3 separate regions of the Mus musculus genome follow, and all the other regions are linked to region 2. A link is a contact called in public Hi-C and promoter capture Hi-C data. All regions are on one chromosome and are shown on one strand. Each heading gives the region's core, a stretch centred on a gene start, on an enhancer-like site or on the middle of the called end of the contact. The rest is flanking DNA. Distances are from core to core; before and after follow the strand shown.

What was found. Hi-C and Micro-C count contacts between places; a contact is called where the count stands out from the background. Capture Hi-C pulls out chosen DNA fragments and counts their contacts.
Region 1: a promoter capture Hi-C map of adipose tissue shows a contact between it and region 2, with 2.4 times the contacts expected there. The contact joins two enhancer-like sites. A contact is called at or near these places in 2 of 115 datasets of contacts at active chromatin or transcription factors (the NIH/3T3 cell line and embryonic stem cells) and 3 of 9 other capture datasets (adipose tissue, liver and pancreatic islet).
Region 3: a contact with region 2 is called in a Hi-C map of muscle stem cells, with 1.8 times the contacts expected there. The contact joins two enhancer-like sites. A contact is called at or near these places in 2 of 484 Hi-C or Micro-C datasets (embryonic stem cells and muscle stem cells).

What each region holds. Positions count from the first base shown.
Region 1 is chr14:14,596,771-14,601,491 of GRCm38.p6, reverse strand. No RefSeq gene overlaps it. Among named protein-coding and RNA genes, the nearest start is that of Slc4a7, 100 kb to the left of the region's middle. Within about 2 kb of position 1,316, at least 57 of the 459 cell types and tissues checked have an H3K27ac peak or open chromatin away from gene starts, as enhancers often do. A contact at or near this core is called in adipose tissue, where this site is marked.
Region 2 is chr14:14,868,093-14,872,640 of GRCm38.p6, reverse strand. The region is part of intron 21 of Nek10 (NIMA (never in mitosis gene a)- related kinase 10); the gene reads right to left. Among named protein-coding and RNA genes, the nearest start is that of Nek10, 50 kb to the right of the region's middle. Within about 2 kb of position 1,965, at least 43 of the 459 cell types and tissues checked have an H3K27ac peak or open chromatin away from gene starts, as enhancers often do. A contact at or near this core is called in adipose tissue and muscle stem cells, where this site is marked.
Region 3 is chr14:15,201,518-15,205,689 of GRCm38.p6, reverse strand. No RefSeq gene overlaps it. Among named protein-coding and RNA genes, the nearest start is that of Gm31658, 100 kb to the left of the region's middle. Within about 2 kb of position 1,864, at least 1 of the 459 cell types and tissues checked has an H3K27ac peak or open chromatin away from gene starts, as enhancers often do. A contact at or near this core is called in muscle stem cells, where this site is marked.

The DNA of each region.
Region 1 (4,721 bases), core at 67-2,566, 270 kb after region 2:
GTAGGCATTGGACAGTGCTTCTAGCCAATCAGTGGGTGGTGGTACTATGATGCTTCAGTTAAAATTGTGAAGGAGGCTATCTTCTGTTCCTCCTCAGCTAATGAGCTTGTTTCTGCAGCTTCTACTTCAGGTGTGCTCTCTTGGGCAACTTGTCTAACATGCCCCTGATATGTACCCCTATAGGGATCAGTACCAGAAATGATAAAGGGAGTGAGCCAATGAAAGACATCCATCATCAAACATCCAGAGTTCTGTGTAATTGATATGACCACCTCATACAGGCTCTGGTCTTAGGAAATTGACAGGAATAGTCCTAGGAATGTCAGATGGGTCAGGAAACTACACCTTGTTCCATACACTGGAGCTTACATCTCTGCTGGGGCTCTGATACACTGGGCTGAATAGCTGTGGGGTTTTGATTTTAGTTTTAGTTTATATCTAAATTATATTTAGATAGATTCCCAAATATTTCTTGTTGTTGGAAGTTTTACCTTCCCTCTTTTCCCTTTGTTCTTTTATTTTGCTTAGTTTCATTTTGTTGAGACAGTCTTGTTATGTAGCTCTGGGTGGCCTCAAACATGCTATACAGGCCAGGCTGGCCTCGTGCTTGGCATCCGCCTGCCTTAGGGTAATAATTACAGACTCTACATAGGTCCTGGCTTCTTTCTTTGCTTACGAGTCCAATTCCTTGGTCAACCACAGTTAGCTTTTTTAAACTCTCTAGAAATGATTTCCCGAAGAAGATTCAAAATTGAATAGGTAACTTAAATTCTTGAAACCTATCTACCCACTGGGGATATGAAGCCCAGTAAGGACTTAAGCATTTGAGATGCAGCCATCCACTGAATCATCTAGACTGAGCTCCAGGGTAGAATATATTCTCTTAACTCCATCTACCTGTTTGATTAGATTCTAAAATCCCCCTAGGTAAAATTCAAGGGGTCCTTCCCTGCGTCTTCTCTGCCTTGACAACTCCATATTCCGGCATATCTCCATAGGCATCTCTGACATTTAGTGCTTCTTGTCAACTTGACAAGGTGCCAAATCACCTGTGAGACCACTCTGTGGGCATGCTTGTGAAGGGCTATCTAAATTAGGTTGGCCTCTGGCCATGCTTATGCGTGATTATTTATATTAGGTTAACTGAAGTGGGAAGACCCACTTTACTGTAGGTTCAACCGTTTCATGGGATGGAGTCTGGATGCATAAGGATGAAAGTGAGCTGAACGTCAGTTTTCATCATCCCTGGCTTCCTAGCAAATACGACAAGCAGTCTCAAGCTCTTGCCACTGTGACTTCCTCTCTGTGGTGAATTACATCTTCCTCAAATTATAAACTGAAGCGAACTTTTACTCTCTTCCATTGCTTCTTATCCGGTATCTTGTAGCCAGTAAAAAGAAAGTAACAGAAGCAGCAACTTTCATGTGGTTGTCTATTTGATTTATGTAGGCTAGGGAACCAAATCCCTGTGTCTTGAGCTTGGTGGTCAGGTTCCCTCACTGGTCAGAAAATCTCTCTCACGGCCAGCTGAAGTGTTCTCTACTATACATCAAAACTCTCTTCCATTTTGCCTGTTCTAACCAAGCTCTTACCAGCCTGTGAGAGCCAGAGGGCACAGTGGCTCCTCATGGGCCATCCAGTGGAAACAGCAGAAGCAGCTGCAGGGGGCTGCAGCTCATAATGGGAAATGCAGAGTTGAGCAGATGGATCTTACATTTGGAGGAAATGCCTTCACATGACCTAAGTTCCTGCTCTAAAGAGAACCATTCACACAGCAGAGAAACCATAGCGCTTCCAAAGGACAGAGATGTGCTTTGTTCTCTCTCATCCTCTCAAGTAAGGCACAGGAAAACTCAAGCAATGGCAGGGCTTCAGCTCAAAAAGAAATGTGAAACAAGTTCTATCTGTGACCTAAATGGTAGTATGCATTCTTTCTCTCTTCCTTTTTACAACCACAGGACAGGGGGAGAATGGTAGTAATTTAGTTCTCATTAATAATAATGACCTTTATCTCCCAAGGAGGCAATTATTCCTTACAATCTTATTATAGTTTCAAAGGGCATATCACATCTCCTAACAATTTCTGGTACGTAAACACATTTGAGCAAACATTCCATCATGTTCCCTTCCTGTGTTCCTTCATGCTTTTCTTATCCTTGCTTCTGTCCTTCTATTTTCCTACCGTCCTTCCTCAGCCAACAAACTTTTGATGACATGACAAGATCTCAAGTGAGCTTACCAAAATTCAATTCAATTCAGCAAATGCTTGTTGGCTTCCTTTCCTGGGCATAGGTATGTGCCCTCAAAATGAACTACACAAACATCAGCCCTTAGAAGCTAATGATTTTAGGAGAAAAATAAGCAGATGAATCAGAAATAACTAAAGTATAAAAATTACAGTAAAAATGCAACCATAAGGGACAAAGGAGACCGCTCAGTCTGCAAAGTGCTTGCCATGTAAACACGAGGTCCTGAGTTCAGATCCTAGAATCTTAGACTCCATGTAATGTTGGACATGGCAGTGTGCACCTACAGTCTTATCCTTAGGGAATCAGAGGCAGGTGGATCTTTGGAGTACATTGGCCAGTCAGCCTAGCCTAATTTATGAGCTCTCTGTTCAATGATAAGAGAGCCTATCTCAAAAAATAAAGTGGAGAGCAACTGAAGAAGACACCTGATGTTAATTTCTGGTCTGTATGCATGTGCACACATGTGTACCACAGGCACACATGTGTACACATACATATGTTATACACATTACACACATAAATAAGACACACAACCATAAGTTTATGGGCATTCGAGGATGTGCAGTTTCCATGTGGGACTTGAAGTATAGTGGGGTTTTAGTCCAATAGGCATATGAAGTGGAGCTGGGTGCCAGAGGTGTTTTATTGAAACAAGGCTATGCAGTCCAGGCTGATCTCCTGCCTTAGCCTCCAGAGTTCTGGCATGATAGCCCTAAAACAATATCTAGCTTGATTCCAGAGTTTTGAAAGGTCTCTTCTGTTACCCCGTGAAGAGTTTGCTTGTTCCAAGATTATAGTGAACATTGGTATCGGGTTCAAACCTGAGAAATAGTTTTCCCTCAAATTCCACAAAGAGGAAGTTGCTCATTTTGAAGGGTGTTTTGGTTAGAGTTCAGAGTTTCATACCCCTTCTCAGGAATATTGTATCATTTCTTGACAACATAGACATTTATTAGATCTGTTTTGTAAAGTTCAACCCTAGAAATTTGTTGTTACAATGTAAAGAGATAGTCTATAATGAGGGATGATGGGCCATATTACTTTACTAGGCCTGGCATTTGGAAAACAAAACAAAACAACAAAACTACAAAAATAGGCTTGTGTAGATGTGATCAGCAATATTATGATCAGACAATAAAACTTCTTTGGTTAGGATGATATTTTTAATTTAAAAGTATTTGTCTTTTATTTTATGTGTATGAGTGTTTCTGCTTCATGTAAGTCTGTTTGCAATGTGTACAATGTTCATGGAGGACTGAAGAGGTATGGAATGCCTTGGAACTAGAATTATAGGTGGCCATCCGCTACCATGTGGGTCCTGAGAATCAAACTCTGGTCCTCTGGAAAAGCAGCTGCTGCTATTGATGGCTAACCTCTCCAGCTCCTAGAATGATATTTTAAAAGTTAAGAATCTTATTATTCTACCTTAAGGAGCCTCTTGTCTTTTCCCACGCCCTTCTCTCTGGTATGTTCATCATTCATTCCAAGTTTCTCTTATGTCACTTCCCCAAGTATTTAGTGCACTAGGAGTTCACAACAAACTCTACGAAAGTAAGTGCTACAAATGTCAGACCCATTGTCAACACATTGCTCCTGGTTCTAATATGTTCTCCTCAGATTCAATATTTCCAGGAAAAACTAGGTTTGAGCTAAAGGTGGGAAGCTAAATATAAAACTCCAGGTTCATAAGGTGCAATTATTGTACAAATGATTAAGAACTAGAAATAAACTAGACATCTGTCAGAGTTGACCATAGAGGAAAACTTGAAAGTACAAGAATACAAGCCTGCCACAAAGGGAGCTTGTCAGAGAGAAGGGATCTGGTTAGGTAGGGTTTTTTGTTTTTTTTTTTTTTCCTCTTCCCCTCTCAGAGAGGTGCTAATGGGACATGGATGGGAGACTGTCTCTACATGATATTTGAAGATATTATTGGTTCTTACAACTTTAGGACCAGGGCACTGCTGTAGGCATTAAGTGAAAAGAGGCAAAAGTCATCCTATTGTTCACCAAACAGAACAAAGAACTGTCAATAAGGCCAAAATTGAGAAAGCTTGCTGCAGAGTTCAGGCCTTCCAACATCCTTATTTTACTGTAATTGTTGAAGTCTTTATATTGAGTTGTGTGTGTGCGTGTGCGTGTGCATGCTAGTGTGGATTACATGTGGGTGTGGGTGCGTTTGTATAAGTGTGAAAACATGTGGAGGACAAAGAACATCTTTAGGTATTATTCCCCAGATCTAGTGTTATTTGTTGAGACAGGGCCTCTCACTTGGCCTGAACTCACTCAGCCTGGCTGGCCAGTGAGACCCTACCCCTGCCTGTCCAGTACTGAGATAGTAAGCATGTACAATCATTCCTAGCTTAAAAAACAAACATGAATCATATGTCTCAAACTAGGGCCTCATGCTCGTGTGGCAAGAATTTTACCTACAGACATATCTTCCCAGCCCGTTATTGGCTTTATGATTATAAA
Region 2 (4,548 bases), core at 716-3,215:
AGACATATAAAAACAGACATGTCTGGATTTGTCCCACAGTCTACTATCTACCACTGTTTTAAGTTGCTGAGACTTTCAGGCTCTTTGTTGTCACAGCATAACCCGTCCCGTCCTCACTACCCTGTGCTACTGTCCCATCCTGACTGATGCAGTACTTCCATTTGCAGTCTAGCCCTCACTGTCCTGCATCATCACCACAAACTCCTGAAGGAGGTTCCCATCCTTCCAGCTCACCTTGCTGGTGGCAGCACGTGTCTGTTTACTCAGAGAGCAGAAGCTGTGGCCTTTTGCTTTATATGCACCCTGTAGTTACCTGCTTCACAGTAGCAGCATTTGGTAAGCATCAAGCCTTTGATAAATGTCACGTAGAATCAAGTATGGCCTTGTTACTACCACCAACATCAAACCAGGTATCACTTGTCAAGGACATTTATACCCTTGAGCAGGAACATTTGACCTTCTAAGCCATACAAAAAAGCCGATGTCTGAAATTATTACCTAACATTATATGAGTTTTGTGTTTTGTTTTTCTTGTCTTTATTTGGGTGCCAAGAAAGCAGGAGAGGTGAAATTTTCCATTAAAATATGGACATTTGAAAAGGCCAAGCAATATAAAATTGTAGGTTCAGGCATGTGTTCCTCGGGGCTGTTCTGTGATGTCCCAGCACAGTATGGGTGTCACATGGCAGGTGGCAGCACTTAGAGCTGACTGCTTTGCCCACTGTGTGTTTCCACCTGTGCCTCATACGCCATCAAAATATGCAGAAGCCCTGCCTGGGCATATGTCATTGCCTGTGTGCAGATGGTAGTTTTCAAATAAAAACAGATTCACAAACTGAAAGCAGAGAGACTGTGGTCGGGTTGGAAAGGAGCAGCACTGCCTGCCCAGGAACATTGAGTCTGATGCCCAGTGGTGGGAAACCAACGAGAAAAGGTCTTTAAGTCCATGCACATGGACTATGCTGGTGCTCCCAACCATTCCTGAGTAACAGCAAACTACAGTGAAATGCTTACTAAAAACAAATGCCAGCCAGCCTCAACACATACACTGAGAAGGAGACTATCTGGGTTCCCCTAATGGCTTTTTATCTTGTTTTCTTGTTTGTTTGTTTGTTTGTTTGTTTGTTTTTCAATTCACTTTGCCCCATTCACCTCTGACTTCAGTTGACAAATATGTGCTTCTTTTCTGAAAGTAAATAAACTTTCCACCTCCACAAAGAAAACCCCACTACAGAAAGTTTGCCCCTTTGTGGAGGAGACATGATGAATCCACCCAGGCAGCTATTGCAAGCTCTGGCTCTGGTGGCTTCAGCCTTGCGGTGACTGCCCCTTTGTGGTAACATGTTTCATCAGCTAAAGCACCTTTGTTAGCAGCATTGCCAAGTGCAGTCACACACACACACACACACACACACACACACACACACACACACACACACTTCATCTACCTTCCTGAAATATGGGGGGGGGGGATTGGTGCAATAATATTTTACCATAGTACCTCTTAAAACTAAGTTATAGCCATATTTTAATCAACTTTGATAGATATTGATAAAAATCCAAGACACCTATTGCATTTAAGATATTGTTAAAGAGTTATGTATTATTGTGTTAGTCAGAAAATCATCTTCTACTCCCTGATGAAAATGATATCATGCCTTGTCCTGGTTACACCATCACTGTGGTAGAAAAAAAAATCACATTGCAGCAAATCTGCCCCTGGGCTATTCCTTCCGACTTCTATGGGTCTAGTTGTCTTATGCTCCCTCACACAAGCTAAAATGTCCAGAAAGTTAGAGACTTAATAACTGCTAAGTGAAACTGTAAGAAGTATTAAGTCAGTGGATTGGCAATAAAGCAGCAAGAGGCAGAGAAAGGAAAAGGAAGCGGGCAGTTGCTCATTCTTCTAAACCCTAGTGATTGTTTTAGGGAGCCTGGCACAAGCTGAGGATATAATTTTACAGTTGCAGAGTCAACATAAAAAGGAAGTGTGTTGCTATGCCTACTGTTTATACCTAATTAACATAGCTGGCCTGTCCACTTCCGGTTTAAAGAGGGACTGATCAAGCTTATCTCCTGCAGTTCTCAAAGCCTTGCTAAAATATGGGTAGGGGGCTGTCTTTGAGAATGAGTGTGGTGACAGGGAGGAAAGAGCTGTATCAACGACACCTTGGAAGATGGTGAGGAAGGAGGAGCATAGGGGACAGACCTGGCTGTGCACACTTTCCACACCTCTGAGAAAAGAAAGAGCAAAGGCCATCCAAAGGTCAAAGTCATGGACCTTGTAGAGCTAAAGATGGAGTCCCAGGCCCCCTCCTACCCACACAGTGCGCACAGAGATTCAAAATTCAAAAGTACCACAGCCAACTAGGCACCAGCCAGCAGATGGCTATATCCAAGGGAACTCGGTGAAAATCCAAATTGAATATGGTCCCCTGAGCCTGCCAAACACATGGCTCCCACAATGGCAACACAGCAGCAGGCTGAGGGGATAGGCCAGTCCTGAGACAGTTTCTTTGGAGCAAGGCTTGAATGGATACCAACTTCAGGATCTCTGAAGAAATCTCTACCATGCTACAAGTGCCCAGGTAATGGACCTAGCTAGAACACAGAGTGATTCCAACAACTGTTTCCAGTCTCTTCTGTAACATTAAAGACAGCCCTTCTATACCAGAAGCATAAGGGGAATATCCAACAGGAATAAAAGAGATCAGACTAAGCAGCTAAGCAAGGGGGAAACAAAGATGGACCAGAAAATACAGAAGCTATGCGGGCTGTTGAGGAAAGAAGTCTCCCTTACACTGGGGAATAAAAGCCAGGTCCTTCTAGGATGGAACAGAGAACATTGTGGAACATTCAGAGATCAAAACTACTACTAAAAGTCAAATGGTCAATAAAATGACTAAAAAATAAATCTGAAGAAATAACTGAGGTACAAGTAGAGAGAGATAAGACACATAAACTTTTATGCTAAATAAAGGCCCATACAGGACCAAGGGTGAAAGGAACACCCTGAAATTTTCCAAGGAGATATAGTAGCTCATGAAAGTTAGACTGGAACTCAGATTCCTATCAGTTGGACAGGATCTGGAAGCAGGAAGAAACGCCTTCAAAATCAGGAAGGCCAGGAGCTCCTGGTGCATAGCTGAAACTTCAGTATTCAAGATGCTGATGCAGGGGCAAAGAGTACAAGCAAATGGAAAGTTCCAGAATAACAGCTGTGCACCAGACAAAAGGGAAGTTCAGTTTACACTGTTGGTACAGCTACAAGAGTAGGGTGTCCAGGAATAGAAAACTGGCAGTTTCCCTGATCTACACTGTAGACACCATGCAGATAATACGCAGCATCATTATGAGAGAGCTGAAAAGAGATAAGGGTGGATACATAGAAACACAAGCAGAAAGGAAGGCAACTATTAGCTTGAAGGAAAACAAAAAGGTCTATAAGAAAGGAAAGGTAATTTGTCTGGGCAATAACTGTACACTGATAATGATGTAAACACTGAGTATTGCTTTAACCCTGAGCTATACTGACAGCATGTAGATGGGCCAACTGGGAATAGGAAAACTAAACCATCATGATGAAAGTCAAATACCATCTGGAAATGGAAAAAAAAATGGACCAGGTAACTTCATAAGCATGGTCTCACTGTTTTATTCTGTAAACAATTTCAATGTGTGCCATGAAATAAAGTTTAAATATAAAAACTAAGCTAAAAAATAATGGAGTAGATTCAATATGTTTAAATACAGCAAGGAGATGACTATAGTTATTAATCCAGTAAGGAAATAATATGTACAGTTAGCTATTATTATTTCTGCTATGAAATTCAAGCTCACAATTTTAATAATACCCTTTGACTTATAAATTGAAATATGTAGAAGTAAATTATTTTTAAAAAATCTTGAGTAAAAACAGAACAGATTTGTAAAAAGTTTATGGTAAACACAATTATGGTTGATTTCAAATGATTAAGCAAATGTTTGTCCAAGATAAAGATTCACAATTGTTTGATTTCTTGGTTCTTTATTTCATAATTCATTAGCATGAAAATATTACCAAGTGACTTTATATTGAAGGTTTATGTAAAGAGTTTCTATTTTAAGTTATTTTTATTTTTCAAAATAATACAGTATGTTCTACTTTTACAAATCTGGCCAATAAATTTGAATTCTGATTTGTGAATGCACTTGAATATGGGGAATGCCCATTTAATGGCCTCCTCGTTAGCTTCCGCCCAACTATTACCTAGCAACACCCACCCTGCTATTTAAGAGCCAGGAGTCAGGCATATAAGAAGATCCCTCAGTACCTCCTCCCATCTCGCTCCTCTCTTTTCTTTCCCCTCTTCTCTGTCCCCTCCCCTCCCCTCCCCTCCCCTCCCCTCCCCTCTCCTCCCCTCTCCTCTTTCTCTCTTTCCACATGGCCCCAGCCAGTCTTTTCCCCTCCTCCTTTCTCCCTCTGTCTCTGTCCTTCTCATCTCAGTCCTCTCTTCACCTCTGTCCCCTTTCCAGGTCTCCTCCTACTCCCAAATAAACTTCCTTTTA
Region 3 (4,172 bases), core at 615-3,114, 330 kb before region 2:
TAAGTGCTCCCTTCCCACTTATTTCTTCCTTGGTGCCCCGGCATAAGGCATTCCATTGCACTGAGAGAACGTTCTCTGACATAACAAGACTTGCCACATACGTAGAGCTCCTGGGGAAGCGGCTGAGACTGAATCAGAGGACTCTGTTGCTCATAACTAGATCTGTGTAGCTTCTGATTCTTATCCTTTCTAGTTCTTTCCCCATTGTCCTTTAGTTACATGTTTGACCCAAGAGATTCCAAATTAAAGGGTGGCTCGGGTGTTGACTGCAGTGTTTTGTATTTGTTACTAAAGAGAGGGAGGTTGAACATGAGATGCTGCCTTACTAATTTCAAGCTCTTTAACTGTGAATTTATTGTACCTTGAAACCCTTGAATTTACTGGACTCATATTAGGCTGCCTGTTAAAGAAAGTCATTCCTGGGTGCTAGAAAGATGCTTGCTGGTTAGAGTGCATGCTGCACTTGCAGAAGATCTGAGCCCAGTTTGTACCTCATCCAGCAGCTCACAGATATCTGTAACATCAGCTCCAAGGTGTGCTTCTGACCCCCACAAGCACCCAAGCATGTGTTCCTACACACAGAGGGAAAAGAGCACACACATACATACACATACAGAGAGAGAGAGACAGAGACAGAGAGACAGAGAGAGACAGAGACAGAGAGAACAGGAGAGAGACCTATACACAGAGAGAAGGGACACACATAAACATATACACACATACACTCACACACATCTATACACATGTACACACACATACACATACACTCAAACATATATACACACAAACATACACTCATACACATACATATACCTAAATACACACACCCACACATATACTCATACACATATATACATATAGATATGCACACCCATACATAAACACACATACACAGCTGAATATATGAATATATATACATACATACATATATATATGAGAGAGAGTGAGAGTGAGAAAGAGAGAGAGAGAAAGAGAGAAAATGAACACACACATCAGAGAGAGATCTTTGAGGGTTTTCTGTTTGTCTTTAAGAAACCCACTCCTACTGCTACATGCTCACGTGGCATCTCAAGGCATATCCCTCTTCCTACAGGGAGGACTTTCCACACAGAGCCTTTACCCTGCTCACAACTTCCTTCAAAGCATTTGTCTTTCAAATCCCTCTTTTCTCATTTCCTCTCCGATGCAGCAACCCCTCCCGTGGGTGCACAACAAAACTCCAGGAAGCTGCAACCCAGGCTGCACAGGAAGCAGAAAGCCATGGAGAGCCAGGTCTCTTGCATCAGACTGGTTTATTAAATAATTCATTTAACAACTTCTTCCAAGACCCTGGTGCTACTTAATTACTTGCTTGCTTTCTTCTCTCTCTTTTCAACTTTCCTTTAATTGAAAATCCAAGCCAGGCATGTCACAGCCTGGGAAGTCAGATCGCTTGGAGACATCTTCTGACTGTCTCATTAGGTGTCCAGTCACTGAGAAATGTATGATGCTTGAAGAAAAGGATGCAGTAGTAAACAACTACATAAAAAAATTAGATTTTCCAACAATGCCTAACAAGGAAAACAGAACTCAGTTTTGTCCTTAATGAGGGAAGCAATGTCCATCAGCCATACTGGTGTTCTGGGAGTGCAAGCATGATTCTGGCAAATGAAGACTGTAACACATTGTGGTATCAGTAATAGTCAGGACACACACCAAGATGAAGACATGACCTGTACATCCTTCTTACCTTAAGGAACTGTGAGAGCAAGTGGAGAGTCTGAACTTTGTAATTTAAGAATGGCGAGAACCCATGTAGCAATTTGAGTCTGAAATAGTAAACCAGTGCTATGAGTCAGGAAAATGATTTGATTTGCATAAAATTTTGTGGGTTTCAAGAACAGCTGGGTTCTTAGGGTTCCCAGACACAGTGATGATGCTCAGCAGTGGCCAAAACAGATATGCCAGAAACCCACAAGTTCTTTGTAAAAATGCCTGTTCTGAGGGCTACAAATGCTTACCTTAAACAAACAAACAAACAAACAAACAAACAAACAAAAACCTGTTCATTACAGAAATAAAAACGAAAATTCTAGAGAATCAAAGTGAAGCCAAACCACCCAAATAAAACAACCTGACTCCACCGTGCCACTGAGCATTTGGGGTTCATAAAACTCTTCCAATTCTTATACAAGTAGCCACTGCTCTATGGAGCTATGTTTTTCTCAAGAGGAAAATGGAGCTTAGAGATGCTCAAATGTTTGGGAGTGCCATCTTTCCTAGGGCCACACAAGCGTCAGGTAGGAAGAATAGAAGTTCTGTGCTTTCCCAGGGTTTAAATGTATGGCATTTTAGCTCTTGAGTCAAAACTGTGATGATGGATAAGAGGCACAGATGGGTTGAGGAGCTGAGGCTTGGGCTAGAGTGGGAGGGGCTACAGAGTTGCTGGGCTCCTCCTGACCCTGCACAGGGATCTCTTTGCTCAGCATCCTTGAAGTCATGTCCTGGTATCATCCTAGCCCTGTATTAGCTTTGGAAACCTGGATGAAACATTGATGGTCCCTCAAGAGTGGCTATGAAGTCACTACTGCAAGCAAAGTGCTCAACATTCTGAGTTTCAGTCATTGAATTGCTCCTTTACAATTTAATTTTCCTTTCAACTCCCATGGTTCATCTGATCTATCAGCTTCTGTGCTGGTAAGTACAGAAAGAATCCATGCAAGCACCATGACTAAGTCTTTGAAGTACAGCCTAGAGGATGAGTCCTAGAATTAAAACTAATTAATGCTGTTTCTATTACTATGACTTAGTTATGCACTAAATCAAAGCCACAGCTCCTCCTCTCTGTCAGAGGTACAACCTCATCCAGCTGCAGGGAAGATCTAGGGCATTCTCATTACTTTGACTTAACGAACTGTATAGGCTTTATAGTCTGCGGTCTGTGTGTGTGTGTGCATTTGGATGTGTATGTTCATGTATATGTACATGCTTGAGTATATGTACATGTGTGCGTATAGAGTGTGTGCTACGTGTCTGTGCCTGTGTGTATGTGTATGTATGTGCATGCATGTGTTGGGGTATGCATGTACGGGTCTGTCTTGTTGTGTGTGTGTGTGTGTGTGTGTGTGTGTGTGTGTGTACGTGCTTGTATGTGTTTGTGTCTGTGGTATATGTGTATGTATGTATATATATATATACTATATTATTATATATTATTGGTAATAATAAATTATATTATTTATATTATATATTATTATATTATTATGTATATATATTACTGATATATATATATATATGTGTGTGTGTTTGTGTGTGTGTGTGTGTGTGTGTGTGTGTGTGTGTGTGTGTGTGTGCGTGCGCATGCGAGCGTGTGTGTACGTACGGGCTTTGACTTTCTTTCTCAGTAGAGGAAGCATGCTTTCTACTTCAGAATAGAACTGGCTTCACCTCTTTCTGTATTGTGTTGGTAATTTCCAATCCATTCTGTTCTTCCTCTGTTAAGGCCTAGATAAAATATTAAATCCTAGGTAGAATGTTACCTAGATAGCCTGCCATTATAAGGAAATTTTTTCATGTTTCTGCAGTTAGTAGAAAACTTTCTAATGCCAAGATTGACTACATATTCTGTTATGTTCTTTGCCTCTGGAAACCAGCCATGATAGAAGTCAGTAGGACTGTTTTGTGTAGTTACCCACAATAAGCTTGGACTTGAACCAGCCACTCGACAGCATTTCCTGCACCTGTGCGGAAGCTTTACAGTATAAGCTTCCTAGGATGGACCCAACATAAGAGAGACACCTGCACCAATACAAGGAACTATTTGCAATAAGACTTCCATCTTGAGTAGCAGTCCAGTAAAGTTTAAGTTCTCAAGATCTTCCTGGGAACTGACATTCTACTTGAAAGATGACATGTGCATTAGTACCTGACATCCTGGTTGACAAGCTAAAACATGAATGTTAGACAAGTCTCATCCTGGTAAACAAGTTAAGATATGATTATTAGACAAGGCAAGTTCCCTGTCAGAGTTGAATACCCCAAGGAGCAGGATAAGTGTACAACAAAGACATGCTACTAAGGAAATCCCCTGTCTTTAAATCCTGATTGTTGAAATAACTCAGCCCAGATGTTGGCGAATTTGGGGCTTACAATCCTTGTAGGATCTTAACTCAGGGTCATGGTTCAGTTGCTAA